2 separate regions of the Oryctolagus cuniculus genome follow, and region 2 is linked to region 1. A link is a contact called in public Hi-C data. All regions are on one chromosome and are shown on one strand. The core of a region is the stretch at or near the end of the contact, and the rest is flanking DNA. Distances in the headings are between cores, read along the strand shown.

Region 1 (6,460 bases), core at 2,432-4,931:
TCAAACATCTCATCTGTAAAGCAAAGATAATACAAGGGGTAGACCTTGTTGGGTACCTTGTGGAGTTCCAAGCAATGTGAGTACTTAGCACGATCTGGGACCAGCACTCTGTGCAGATAGATGAGTACTTGGGCTACACATCGGGCCCGTTTGGAGTCCCGTTAAATCCCTTCTCTTTAAAAGGTGGTCTACAGCTGCAGCCACATCGCCAGGGGGCTCCTCTGAGTCCAACCTGCTGACTTAGATTCTGCACTCGAACAGAGCCCCAGGTGATCCTCGCAGGCGACCTCTCTTAGCTCATAGTGAGCTAAAATGTACAGGGCAGGAGGCTGGTCCTCACTGATCATGGAAAGCTGTGGGCAGCAGCAGGTTTGGTGCAGAAGGAAGGAAATCAGTATCAGGAAGCAGACTGTCCTGTGCGTCTCAGCTGGACATTCTTGGACAGTGACATCACCCCCAGGATGGAATTTCTCCCGTGAAAATGACTCACCTATTTTAGAGGTGTGTTGACAGGACAAAATGTGAAAACTCACATGGGAGTCAAGAATAAGTTATTTTTATCTTGTTTATGTAGCAAAAGGACATCATAATTCCTATAGCTGTTAACATAATTTTCAAAGAATTCAGCTCCCTGTTTTCCACATTTACTTGCCGAGTGGAGATGGATGAGTCATGTTAGTTGCTGTCCTGGTTAAAACAGTGGGAATGACTGGTCCAGGAGCCACAAGCCTGGTAGTTTTGGACACTGAATGGGAGAGTGTTGCAGTTTGCTAAAAAGCATTGCCCTAGAAAAGACCGTCATCGTGACCAATGGGACTTCCACTCCATTTGCAAAACAGCACCATAAGTGCACACAATGCACACCGGCCATGTGCAGAAGCCACCAGCGGGACTCCAGGTGCCACATTTCAGTGTCAGACACATTCAGCAGTCACAGAAGCCTTTTATTATTTCCAAATTTCACAATCAAAGCAAAAAACAAATCATTTTGCTTATATTAGCAGAAAATCTCCAAGTACAAAAAAGCCACAATATTTTCCAGAAAAGCACATAACTGCACACCAAAGATACTACATAACACTGAAGTCCAGGATGGGGGGCAATGTGAGGAACCCAGAAGTTACAAACTGTAGTTACCCAGGCAGGGCTAGAGCTGGCGAATGTGAGTCCCACTCAGGCAGTCTCCCTCGGTGCTCTCAGGAGTGGATCGCATCACGTGACCAGGCACAAGCATTGATAATGGGGCTCCCGGCTTTAACACCTAGTCACACAAAAGGAGCGGTGAGCCACAAACCATTCTCATTCACAGACGATGTGCAAGAGGTCATGTGACAGTGACATGATCATTACAAGCAAATAAACAGTTCCCAGGAATGGCACCCAGTCAATTTCGCAATTCCTCAAACTATTTGAAAGACCGTAAAGCAATTTCTTGTGGTCCTGCCACCCACAGTTCCCTCTCGTTTTAAAAGCAGAAAAGGAATATTAGAAGTCATATTTTACAATAAAATAAAAAGAGGTACATCGTGAGATAGCAAGGTTTTAAAATCCAAGAACACAGACATACTCTGATAATCCAAAGCACTTTGTCTTTTGTTGGAATTTTGAAGGCTGCCTTAGACTTAAAGCACAGCAGCATAGAATTGACTCATCTACAGGCTGGAGGGGAGGCTGGTGGGGGGCGTCGGGGTACGAAGTGAGAACAACACAGCGTGGCCGCCTTTGCCAAGGGTTACATGTGTTGGGAGAACGCTTTCCTGTTCACAGATGGGCAAGTAGAGCTGCAGTTGCCCGTGGACTAAATGCAAAGCTGTGTACAGTGCTGACCCCTGGAGGCTGTGAGAGTTTTGAGCCACTCATGTGGCTCAAGAGGGTGCTCCAGTCTGGTCTGACTTGAAGCACGAAGACAGGAGTGTGGGGGCAGGCGGCAGGCAGCGGGCAGGCGGCAGGCAGCCATCACAGACCCTGGCCGGTGGGAATGCATGCAGACAGCACCCGGGGCAGGCTTCGCCGACTCGTGGGCAGTGACCGTTTGGGAAAGGACAGTGTGACTTACCCACATTGGAGTCCTATTGGAGAGCCTATCGTGCCCTATTTTCCCCATCAGCTTAAAAACTAAAGGATGATCATGGCTGTGAACCTGTTGTTTGCATCTTCCAAGACTTCTCTCCCCTTTTCCTTCCTGAACATCTGGGCTGGCTGGAGGGTCAGAGGAGACCAGGCTGGTGACCGCTTCCGCTGGCCCTGGCACCCTAGCCCAGGTTCATCCTGTTGCAGCCACAGAGGATCTCCTTGAAGGTGTTGCGCAGCTCCAGGCTGTGGAAGGCGTAAATGAGGGGGTCGATGACGGAGTTGCACATGATGAGAACCAGGTAGGTGTTGAAGTGCGCCGTGTAGCAGATGCAGTAAGGGTTGGCGGGGCAGGTGATAATGAGCACCAGGTGGAGGAAGAAGGGGGCCCAGCAGAAGATGAAGACACCCAACAGGATGGTGATGGTGACAGCCCCCTTCATACATGAGTGCTGCTGCGGGGCCACCCCATCAGCGGGTGGCAGAGCCGCGATGCGCTTGATGTGCAGCCGGGCGAAGAGGAACATGTGCACGTACAGGGTGCCCATGAGCAGCATCATGGCAAAGAACATGGTGATGAGGCACACGATGACCATCTTGCTCTCGGAGTAGACGATGAAGACCACGCCGCAGACGCCACAGCAGACCCAGATGCCCACGATCAAGGTGAGGGCCTTCCGCACGGTCATGATGCTGTGGTAGCGGAGTGCGTAGAAAATGGTGACGTACCTATCGACGGCGATGGCCAGGAGGTTGCAGATGGAGGCCACCAGGGAGATGCAGATCATGGAGTCGAAGACGTTGTCCATGTGCTGGAGGAACTGGTCCTCGAAGGTCAGGTAGTTGCTGTTGACCACGCCGATCATGATGGTCTCCAGGGCATTGGACACGCTCACCAGCATGTCAGCCGCCGCCAGACTGCAGAGGAAGAAGTACATGGGCGAGTGCAGGTTGCCATTGCGGACCACGGCCAGGATCACCAGGATGTTTTCCAGCAGGCTGAGGACGCCGAGGGCCAGGAAGACCCCCGGCTTGATGAAGACCTGCTCGCAGAACCTGCTGCTGCTCTGGTTGCCGAAGGAAGGGGCTGCCAGGTGCTCTGAGCCGTTGGTCAGCGTCAGGTGGGCAGAACGCAGGCCACACGACGCATTCATTGCTCACGGACTGGCTGCTCCGAGCTGGGGCTGCTGCACGGTCTGCAGGAACCTGCTGGGGCTGCTGGCAGGAAAGGGGAAATCTCCTTCCGGATAATTCTTTTGGATGCTTGTCCAGAGCAGAGTTAGAGGTTGTTCTCCAGAATAAAAGGGAAAGAAAGGTGGGAGGCAGAAAGTTAGCCACTTGGAGACACGCGGGAAACTTTCCTCTGTCCTGGGGGAGCTGCTTATTAAAGACTCTCATCAGCCGCTCTCTGTCCCTCTGACCCCCGAGCGCTCTCTTTCTTTCCTTGCTTCCCCGCCTGTCACTGGTTGCTACAGCTACCGTTCTTTCCAAAGCAAGCCAGAGATGTGGTGCCTGTCACTGGCAGTGAGGGGAGAGCACTCAGGTTTTATACATCGGCGGAGGGCAAACAACTCCTACCTAATCTTCAGCGCAGCAAAATGACCACTGAGCATCAGGCACCTCTCTGAGTGACAGCAGGTTCCTGGCTGCTGGGCTCTGCAGAGACTGGGAAGCAGGCTGGCGCCCTCTGTAGGCCAGACCCGTCCCCGTCTTGCTGGCGCCGCTGAGTAGTTTGTATTTGTCATGGAAACAGCCGGCCACAGGCATCTGTCTGTTCCTCTGTTCATTCATTTGTTGCCCCCCCCCCTTTTTTTTAATAGACACATATTGAGCACCTACTATGTGTCAGGTCTCTGCTGGGTGCAGGAAATACAGGACAGAGCAAGACAGCTGCTCTTTCTTTTCCTAGTCTTTCCCAAACCCAGTCTGGGGTGGAAGCAAAGTCAGCAGTTGCAAGCAAGCCTCAAGGATACTGCAGCAAAGGGGATGTTGCAATACAGAGAGCCACATGAAGATTTCGGTTTCCCAGTCGATATAAAAGCTTTTTTTTTGGACACCCTAGTGGAGTCTATTAAGCATGGAATAGTAGTCTGTCTAAAAATGTACACATCTCAGTTTAAAAATACTTTTTAAAAAAGATTTATTTTATTTATTTGAAAGACAGAGTTACAGAGATAGGTAGAGACAGAGAGAGAGAGGTCTTCCATCTGATGGTTCACTCCCCAGATGGCCACAATGGCCGGAGCTGTGCCAATCCAAAGCCAGGAGCTAGGAGCTTCTTCCAGGTCTCCCACATGAATGCAGGGGCCCGAGGACTTGGACCATCCTCTACTGCTGTTCCAAGGTCACAGTAGAGAGAGAGATGAATTGGAAGAGGAGCAACTGGGACTAGAATTGTCACCCATATGGGATGCCGGTGCTTCAGGCCAGGGCTTTAACCCGCTGAGCCACAGCGCTGGCTCCAACTTAAAAATACTTAATTGTTGGCTGGTGCTGCATCTCACTAGGCTAATCCTCTGCCTGCGGCGCTAACACCCCGGGGTTCTAGTCCTGGTTGGGGCGCTGGATTCTTTCCCAGTTGCTCCTCTTCCAGTCCAGCTCTCTGCTGTGGCCTGGGAAGGCAGTGGAGGATGACCCAAGTGCTTGGACCCTGCACCTGTATGGGAGACCAGGAGGAAGCACCTGGCTCCTGGCTTTGGATCGGCGCGGTGTGCCGGCCATAGCAACCATTTTGGGGGTGAACCAATGGAAAAGGAAGACCCTTCTCTCTGTCTCTCTCTCTCACTATCCACTCTGCTTGTCAAATAAAAAAATACTTAATTGCTAAAAAATGATCACAATCATTTGAGCCTCCTGTGAGTCATAATCTTTTTGCTATGGAGGGTCTTGCCTTTGTGGTGGTGGCTCCTGATGGGTCTTGGAGTGGTTGCTGAAGGCTGGGGTGGCTGTGGGTATTCCCTAAAATAAGACAATGAAGTTGGCCTCACCAATGACTCGCTCACTCCTTCTTTCCTCCCTTCCTTCCTTTCAAGATTTACTATATTTTATTTGATAGAGTTACAGAGAGGGAGAGGGAGAGAGACAGAGAAAGATAGTTCTTCCATCTGCTGGTTCACTCCGAAGGTGGCTGCAGTGGCTTGGGTGGGACCAGGCCATAGCCAGGAGCTTCCTCCCGTCTCTCATGTGGTTGACTGGGGCCCTGACACTTATGCCATTCTCTGCTGCCTTTTCCAGGCCATTAGCAGGGAGCTGAACCAGACGTAGAGGAGCTGGGGCTCGAACTGGTGTCCGTATGGGATGCTGGCATCGCAGGCGCTGGCTTTAGCCACTTCACCACGATGCAGGTGCCACCTCCTTTAATTTTCCTCTGTAGATGCAATGCTGTTAATAGCATTTTCACTCAGAGCAGAACTTCCTTTAAAACTGGAGTTCACGCTCACCAATTCTGCTCTTGCCTCATCAGCTCAGTCCATGTCACACAGTATCACAGCATGATGCGTGCCTGAATCAGGGCTGTCCAGGGTATGGGGAGGCATGGGAGGGCCTTACTCCTGCAGGGTCAAGGGGAGTTCCAGGAGGAAGGAGATCCTGGCTTAACGTCTAGGAAGAAGAGGTGATATCTGTTGGGGTTTGGCATGCGGGCTGAGGCTGAAGGGGGTTTAAGAAGGCTCCAGGTCGGGGAGGGGGTAATACGCCTGCAACCTGGAGGCAAAGAGCATCCTGGCCCATGGGTGCGGGGAAGCCTCCTGGCACTGGCCCCTCCATGCCTCACCTACCCCCCAGCTGAATCAGAACACTGGGGCAGGGAGGGGTAGGACCTGGACAAGTGTTTTTTGATTTTTGACAGATGAGCGAGGAGGTTTGCTAGGTTTGAGATTGACTAAAGAGGAAACTTGGAGATTCTGAAGCACAGGAAATGGTTATCTCTGGCCACAGCATGGAACTGGGAGATACGATCTGAAAAATGAGATTTCACTAAAAGGAGAGCAGTCCTGGCTTCTGGGGGACAGCATCAATGGTTGCAGGGGTGTGGGCTATGCCCTGGAAGCAATGAGGGTGATGGGAGATGCTTAGGTAGGGCAGGGTGAGATGGGGTCTGCATTTTAGAAAGATTCTGTTTGCAGAGTGGGGAATGTATTGATAGGGGACAAGCCAGGGATCCCAGGGTGGTGGTTGAGGCAAAGATGGGTGAGACAGGGTGGTCTGGAGCAGGAAGGTGTCCATAGAGGAGTGGACAGAGGTACTCAGGGGGTAGCATCATGGAGATCAGAGACTGCTTCACTCAGGGAAAATGGGATAGGGAGCTACCAGGCAGCACTCCCATTTCCCTCCTAAGTAACAGAGAATGTGGGTGACATTTTAAGCTGGAAAATGTGAAAAGCAGAATTTA
Region 2 (6,723 bases), core at 1,116-3,615, 52 kb after region 1:
GCCAGGAAACAGCAGAGAGAACAGCAAGGAAACCCTCCCCGTCATATAGGTGATGATGATGGTGGCTTGTAGCTGGATGGTAACAGTGGAGACAATGTCCTGTTGTCCTGCTGTAAGTCAGAAGTTCAGCACAGCAAAGCTCAGAAGGATATTCTGCTTAGCCTTGTTTCTTCAAAGGGCCGTTTGGCTATTTATAACATCAGTTGCAGGCTATACAGAGTTATGAGTCTTGCTGTCTTGATGGAGGGCTTAAAGCAGGGTCAGCTGGTCCTGCTCCTGGGGTGTTCTCCTCTGGGAGGTCTGGAACTTCTGACACCAATCGCTGTCTTTCATCCCCAGTGAATAGCTCTGGGTTCTAGCATCTTGGGAAGTGATGGCCTTGAGAGGGTCTCAAAGGTTCTGTGCTTTTCTGTTTTCTGAATCCTGGCCTCCACCTCCTTGTTTACCTGTGAGTAAAGCAGAGGAAGACACTCCACACTTGCCAAAGCTACTTTGTTTAATTATGAGATATGATTTATGATTCTCATTTAATGGAGGCTGAGAGATCTGTGTTGCACACTCAAGGTGTAAAAACATCAGGCATCTTTCAGCCTTTCAGTTAGTTACAGTGGAATATTGTTATTAATTTTGTCAGGTATGAGAAGTGAGAGTAAATAACTTAACCGAAATCACAGGACATGTTGAGATTGACCTCATACGTCTGACTCCAAAGCCTGGTTTTTTTTTTAACTTTTATTTAATAAATATAAATTTCCAAAGTACAGTTTATGGATTACAATGGCTTCCTCCCCCCATAACTTCCCTCCCACCCGCAACCCTCCCATCTCCCGCTCCCATCCCATTCACATCAAGATTCATTTTCAATTATCTTTATATACATAAGATCAATTTAGCATATATTAAGTAAAGATTTCAACAGTTTGTACCTACACAGAAACACAAAATGTAAAATACTGTTTGAGTACTAGTTATAGCATTAATTCACATTGTACAACACATTAAGGACAGAGATCCTACATGAGGAGTAAGTGTACAATGACTCCTGTTGTTGACTTAACCAATTGACACTCTTGTTTATGGCGTCAGTAATCACCCTAGGCTTTTGTCATGAGTTGCCAAGGCTATGGAAGCCTTTTGAGTTCACCGACTCTGATCTTTTTTAGACAGGGTCATAGTCAAAGTGGAAGTTCTCTCCTCCCTTCAGAGAAAAGTACCTCCTTCTTTGATGGCCTGTTCTTTCCACTGGTATCTCACTCACAGAGATCTTTCATATATAGGTTTGTTTGGTTTTTTTTGCCACAGTGTCTTGGCCTTCCATGCCTAAAATACTCTCATGGGCTCTTCAGCCAGATTCGAATGCCTTAAGGGCTGATTCTGAGACCAGAGTGCTGTTTAGGACATCTGCCATTCTATGAGTCTGCCTGCTGTGTATCCTGCTTCCCATGTTGGGTCATTTTCTCCCTTTTTTATTCTATCAGTTAGTATTAGCAGACACTATTCTTGTTTATGTGATCCCTTTGACTCTTAGTCCTGTCATTATGATCAATTGTGAACTGAAATTGATCCCCTGGACTAGTGAGATGGCATTGGTACATGCCACCTTGATGGGATTGAATTAGAATCCCCTGGCATGTTTCTAACTCTACCATTTGGGGCAAGTCTGCTTGAGCATGTCTCAAACTGTACATCTCCTTCCTCTCTTATTCCCACTCTTATATTTAACAGAGATCACTTTTCAACACTTAAGAATAATTATGTGTTAATTACAGAGTTCAACCAATAGTATTAAGCAGAACAAAAAATACTAAAAGGGATAAAGTATTAAGTTGTTCATCAACAGTCAGGACAAGGGCTGATCAAGTCACTGTATCTCATAGTGTCCATTTCACTTTAACATGTTTCCTTTTTGGTGCTCGGTTAGTTGTCACCGATCAGGGAGAACATATGATATTTGTCCCTTTGGGACTGGCTTATTTCACTCAGCATGATGTGTTCCAGATTCCTCCATTTTGTTGCAAATGACTGGATTTCATTTTTTTTTACTACTGTATAGTATTCTATAGGGTACATGTCCCATAATTTCTTTATCCATTCTGCTGTTGATGGGCATTTGGGTTGGTTCCAGGTCTTAGCTATTGTGAATTGAGCTGCAGTAAACATTAAGGTGCAGACAGCAAAGCCTGTGTTTTTAACCATCAAATAATATCCCTAGAACAATTGCCCCATCAACTTCTCCGTATGAATGTTGGAGTGACTGCAGTTAGACTCACAGCATTGGAGGTTAAATTACTTCTCCCTGTCTCAACTAGAAGAAGTGTTATGCAAGCGCATTTCTGGCAGATGAGGCCAAGGGCAGAAATGAGTCATGTTACATCCGAACAATCGAGTGTTATCTTCCAGAAGGTACACTGAGCTCAGATCATGCATCTGTCAGCACTGAGTGGGGGAGCTTGGAAAGGTTTCTGAAACCCAACAATAGAAATGCCTTTGCTGAGACTATTGAATGAGAAAGAGTGAAATGGGATTCCATGGCAATGAGCAACTTCTCCTCATCTCCACCATCATTTCAGTTTTCTGTCATTGTTCAGCATTGTCTACCTGGGTGTTTGGAAGTTAAATATCTGTGACATTTCCCAAAAGACTTCCTTGTTACCCTGAATTTTGAGGGTATGGTGCCTGCTCATTTTGTATCCTGGATGTTATTTGAAAGCTTTTCCCTTGATGATCAGGGTGGAAAATCATAAATGTAGCAGAATAGGCTAGCTGTGAGGAAGGAGGGCATCCAAGTTGGCTGTTTGCGGTACCCGTGGCTCCCTTGACTAGACTGTTTCTGCTCATGCTGAACTCACTGATGGATAGATGTCAGCATCCCTATCTGGCTAGACTCTTATCCATTGGGGTGGGAAAACTTTTTTTCCACCAAAGGTTGCTTAGATATTTACAGTGTCACTCGTGGCCATACAAAATTATCACCTTAAAAATTAGCCTGCTATTGTGTGAGTGAATTTCAAGTCCTGCCTGCATTTGCTTTGGCAAGGCCAGCCAAATGATTTTGTAGGCTCATATGACACATGGGGCAGACATTTCTCTCCTCTGGGACAAATAGCTGTAAGATGTTTCTGCTCTGGGTCTGTCTGGAGGTACGAATGACATTTATTTGAATGTCCAATGAAAACAGCTATGTCCTGGAGCATGTACCAAGGTGACCAAAGGACAGGAATTAGGGGGATTCTCCACTGGGGGAGAACAGTTTTGGTCTCTCAGTGACTGCCTGGAGCCTGATTTCTGGCTGGGGTCCTTGGTTTTATGCTCAGGGAAGTGGCTGCCTTCTGCTTGTTTGTAGAGTGTAAGATCTTCAGCATTGCTCCCAGAGCCTTGCATTCTTCCTTCCACTTGAGGTGTGTAAGCTTGATTCTGGATTTCTTTTTTCTAGAAGGAGAAAGTTTATTAAATAAATAAAAAGGAGGCAAGGTGTTTATGGTGACAGTGAGGTCATCTGTCTCTGAGACGCACACGTCTCCCTTGCTGGGGACAGATCAAGATCCAGTGTCTTCCCTCTCTGACAGGCGGTGGCCCCATGAGCCACCAGCAGCCCAAGTGTGAAGACAGGGGCAGCAAGGAGAATGTCAGGTCTCAGCTTGGCTGCTTTTGTGCATGGAGAGCTCTGAGGCAGCTCTGAAGCAAGGAGGTGGTTGGGGGTTTGGCCTGTTCTCTCCTTAGCCTTGGCTCAGGGAGAGAGAGCACCAGGGATTCAGGGGATTGAGCCCAGAGGGGTGCCCTTGACATCCTGGAGACTCCTGATTGCCCCTGATTACAGGGCTTTCTTCTTAGCCTCTGTCTTATGCTTCACTCTCTGGCTGCCCTGTGGTTTCTGGTGCTTCATATTCAGGCATTAAAAGGCTCGGTGTCCTTCAGTTACTGGGCAGAGGGCCAGCGAGTGGGTTTAGGTGTAAGGGCTCAACACTGTTATGCAGTCTTTGGAGGCTAGCCACGGCTACCGATAAAATAACATTCCTCAGACGCAAGCTTTGCCCAAGATTCCTCTGTGGGTTTGTGTGCAGACCCACAGCTCACTTTGTGGCATCCAGGCCCAGATGGAGGCCCGGCAACTCAGTGTGTAAGTATTTGAAATTTGTGAGGCAGGGTAATCACTGCTAAAGAAAATAAGGTCTGTCTGGCTGTCTTGACATATATACCTTTGTATCAACAAATATCAACAAATAAAAACTAATATTCAATCATGTAAACAAAACCTTAGCTTATGCATGACCAAGTTGGCCAGTTATTAAAGATGTTGAAATTCTATTATTGTACATATCTGAATGTTCTCTTGATGGGCTGCCAATGCTTCAAGGATTAAGTAATAGAGTGACAATGATTGCCATCCACAAATTATATTTGTGCCACAAAATTTATTTTTGCCTTCTTTTCAGCCAAACTGTTAATTATGCTGTCAAAATCATGATGTTCACATACTTGGTGTTTTGTTGACAGTAATAATAGTGCCATTCAAAATGAGATCCTGGGCCCCCAGTGGATGGGACTTATGAGGCTTCATTAAAATGTTCATGGAAAACTGGGAATTAAGAGTATGAAATGAGTTAATTTTGGTACACGAATTTTTATTGCAAATTTTTTGTAGTACATGGAAAATGTGTATTATAAAAATTATGCGTGGATGTTAAGATTTTTTTTGTACCAAAATAACCTCATTTTTATGAACTTTTAAAAATTTCTTTCTTTTCTCTTTTTTAAAAAAGATTTATTTATTTATTTGAAAGTCAGAGTTACACCAAGAGAGGAGAGGCAGAGAGAGACAGAGGTGTCTTCCATCCATTGGTTCACTCCCCAATTGGCCACAATGGCTGGAGCTGCGTTGATCTGAAGCCAAGAACCAGGAGCTTCATCTGGGTCTCCCATGCAGGTACAGGGGCCCAATGACTTGGGCCATCTTCCACTGATTTCCCAGGCCACAGCAGAGAGCTGGATTGAAAGTAGAGCAGCTGAGTTTCAAACTGGCGCCCATATGGGATGCCAGTGTTTCAGGGCAGGGCATTAATCCACTGCACCTCAGTGCCAGTCTCAAAATTTATTTTTTTTTATTTTTTATTTTTTGACAGGCAGAGTGGACAGTGAGAGAGAGAGACAGAGAGAAAGGTCTTCCTTTGCCGTTGGTTCACCCTCCAATGGCCGCCGCAGCTGGCGCGCTGTGGCCAGCGCACCGCGCTGATCTGATGGCAGAAGCCAGGAGCCAGGTGCTTTTCCTGGTCTCCCGTGGGGTGCAGGGCCCAAGCACTTGGGCCATCCTCCACTGCCCTCCCTGGCCACAGCAGAGAGCTGGCCTGGAAGAGGGGCAACCGGGACAGAATCCAGCGCCCCGACCGGGACTAGAACCTGGTGTGCCGGCGCCGCTAGGTGGAGGATTAGCCTAGTGAGCCGCGGCGCCGGCCCAAAATTTATTTTATTTTCAAAAATTTTTAATTAACATGCAATGCTTGCGTATTTTCATGGGGTTCAGTGCAATATTTCAACACATATACAGGTATAGATCAATGAAACCAGTCATAAATCAATGAAACCAGGCAGCCAGCCATTCTATTTCCATATCTCTCACTGGGTTTTGAGGCTCCCAGCTCCTTTCCTCCAGTTCTTTATACAGAATATAGTGCATCATTGTGAACTGTAGTTGCCCCACTGCGCTGTGGAACACTAGAATCTGTTCATTCTGTCTGAGTGTGCTTTGTGACCCATTAATATTTCCTTTCCCCCCATCCTCCCCAGCCTCCAGAAATCACTATTCTACGTTCAGAACAACATTTTTTTGACTTTCTTATATCATAAGGGGCAGACATTTGGGGAAGTGGGTAAGGCACTGCTTGGGATGCACACATTCTGTATTGCAGTGCTTGAGTTTGAGTCCCGGCTTTATTTCTGATCCAACTTCTTGTTCATGTGCACCCTGGGAGACAGCACATGACGGCTCAAACACTTGGGTCACTGCCACCTCCTGGGAGACCTGAATCGGTTCTGGGCTCCTGATATTGTCCTGACATATCCTTGGCTGTTGTAGGCATTTGGGAAATGAGTTGGCAGATGGAAGACCTGTCTGTCTGTCTCACTGTCTGTCTTTGCCTATCAAATAAGATTAACATAAAAAAGCTTCAAAAGATGAAAGATCCCATTTGACTTACGTATCTGCCTTTCAAATAAATAAATACTTCCACATATAAGACAGAACATAGTGATATTAGTGATATTTGTCATTTTGTCTTTCTGTGTCTGACTTACTTCACTTAACATAATGATCTCTAATTCCATTCATTTACTGAAAATATCAGCATTTCATTCTTTTTTGTGGCTGAATAATATTCAATTTTGTGTGTCTGTCACATTTGCTTTATCAATTCATTCATTGTTAATGGACCTCTAGGTTCATTTCCTGTCTTGGCTATTGTGAATAGTGCTGCAATGAACATGGGAGTGCAAGTATTTCTTTCATATCCTGGTCTCACTTTTGTATATGTATACACACACACACACACACACACAGAAGTGGGATAGCTGGGTCACAGGGTAGATTTATTTTTGGTGTACTGAAAATCTTTCATACTGTTCACAATAATGGCTGCACTAATTTATATTCCCAACAGTAAATCTAAAATGTCCCCATTTCTCCACATCCTTTCCAGAATTTTGTATTTTGTCTTTTTGACAATAGCCAGT

What was found. A called contact is a pair of places that touch in the nucleus more often than the background predicts.
Region 2: a contact with region 1 is called in a Hi-C map of embryonic fibroblasts, with 2.1 times the contacts expected there. The contact joins the enhancer-like site here to the promoter of MC3R in region 1.

Annotation. Positions count from the first base shown.
Region 1 is chr11:5,342,052-5,348,511 of mOryCun1.1, forward strand. MC3R (melanocortin 3 receptor) reads right to left here and starts at 3,682. Exons shown (of 1, transcript XM_051832671.2): 1 at 796-3,682. The coding sequence starts at 3,224. The coding sequence ends at 2,253.
Region 2 is chr11:5,395,641-5,402,363 of mOryCun1.1, forward strand. No RefSeq gene overlaps it. Among named protein-coding and RNA genes, the nearest start is that of MC3R, 53 kb to the left of the region's middle. Within about 2 kb of position 2,366, at least 1 of the 8 cell types and tissues checked has an H3K27ac peak or open chromatin away from gene starts, as enhancers often do.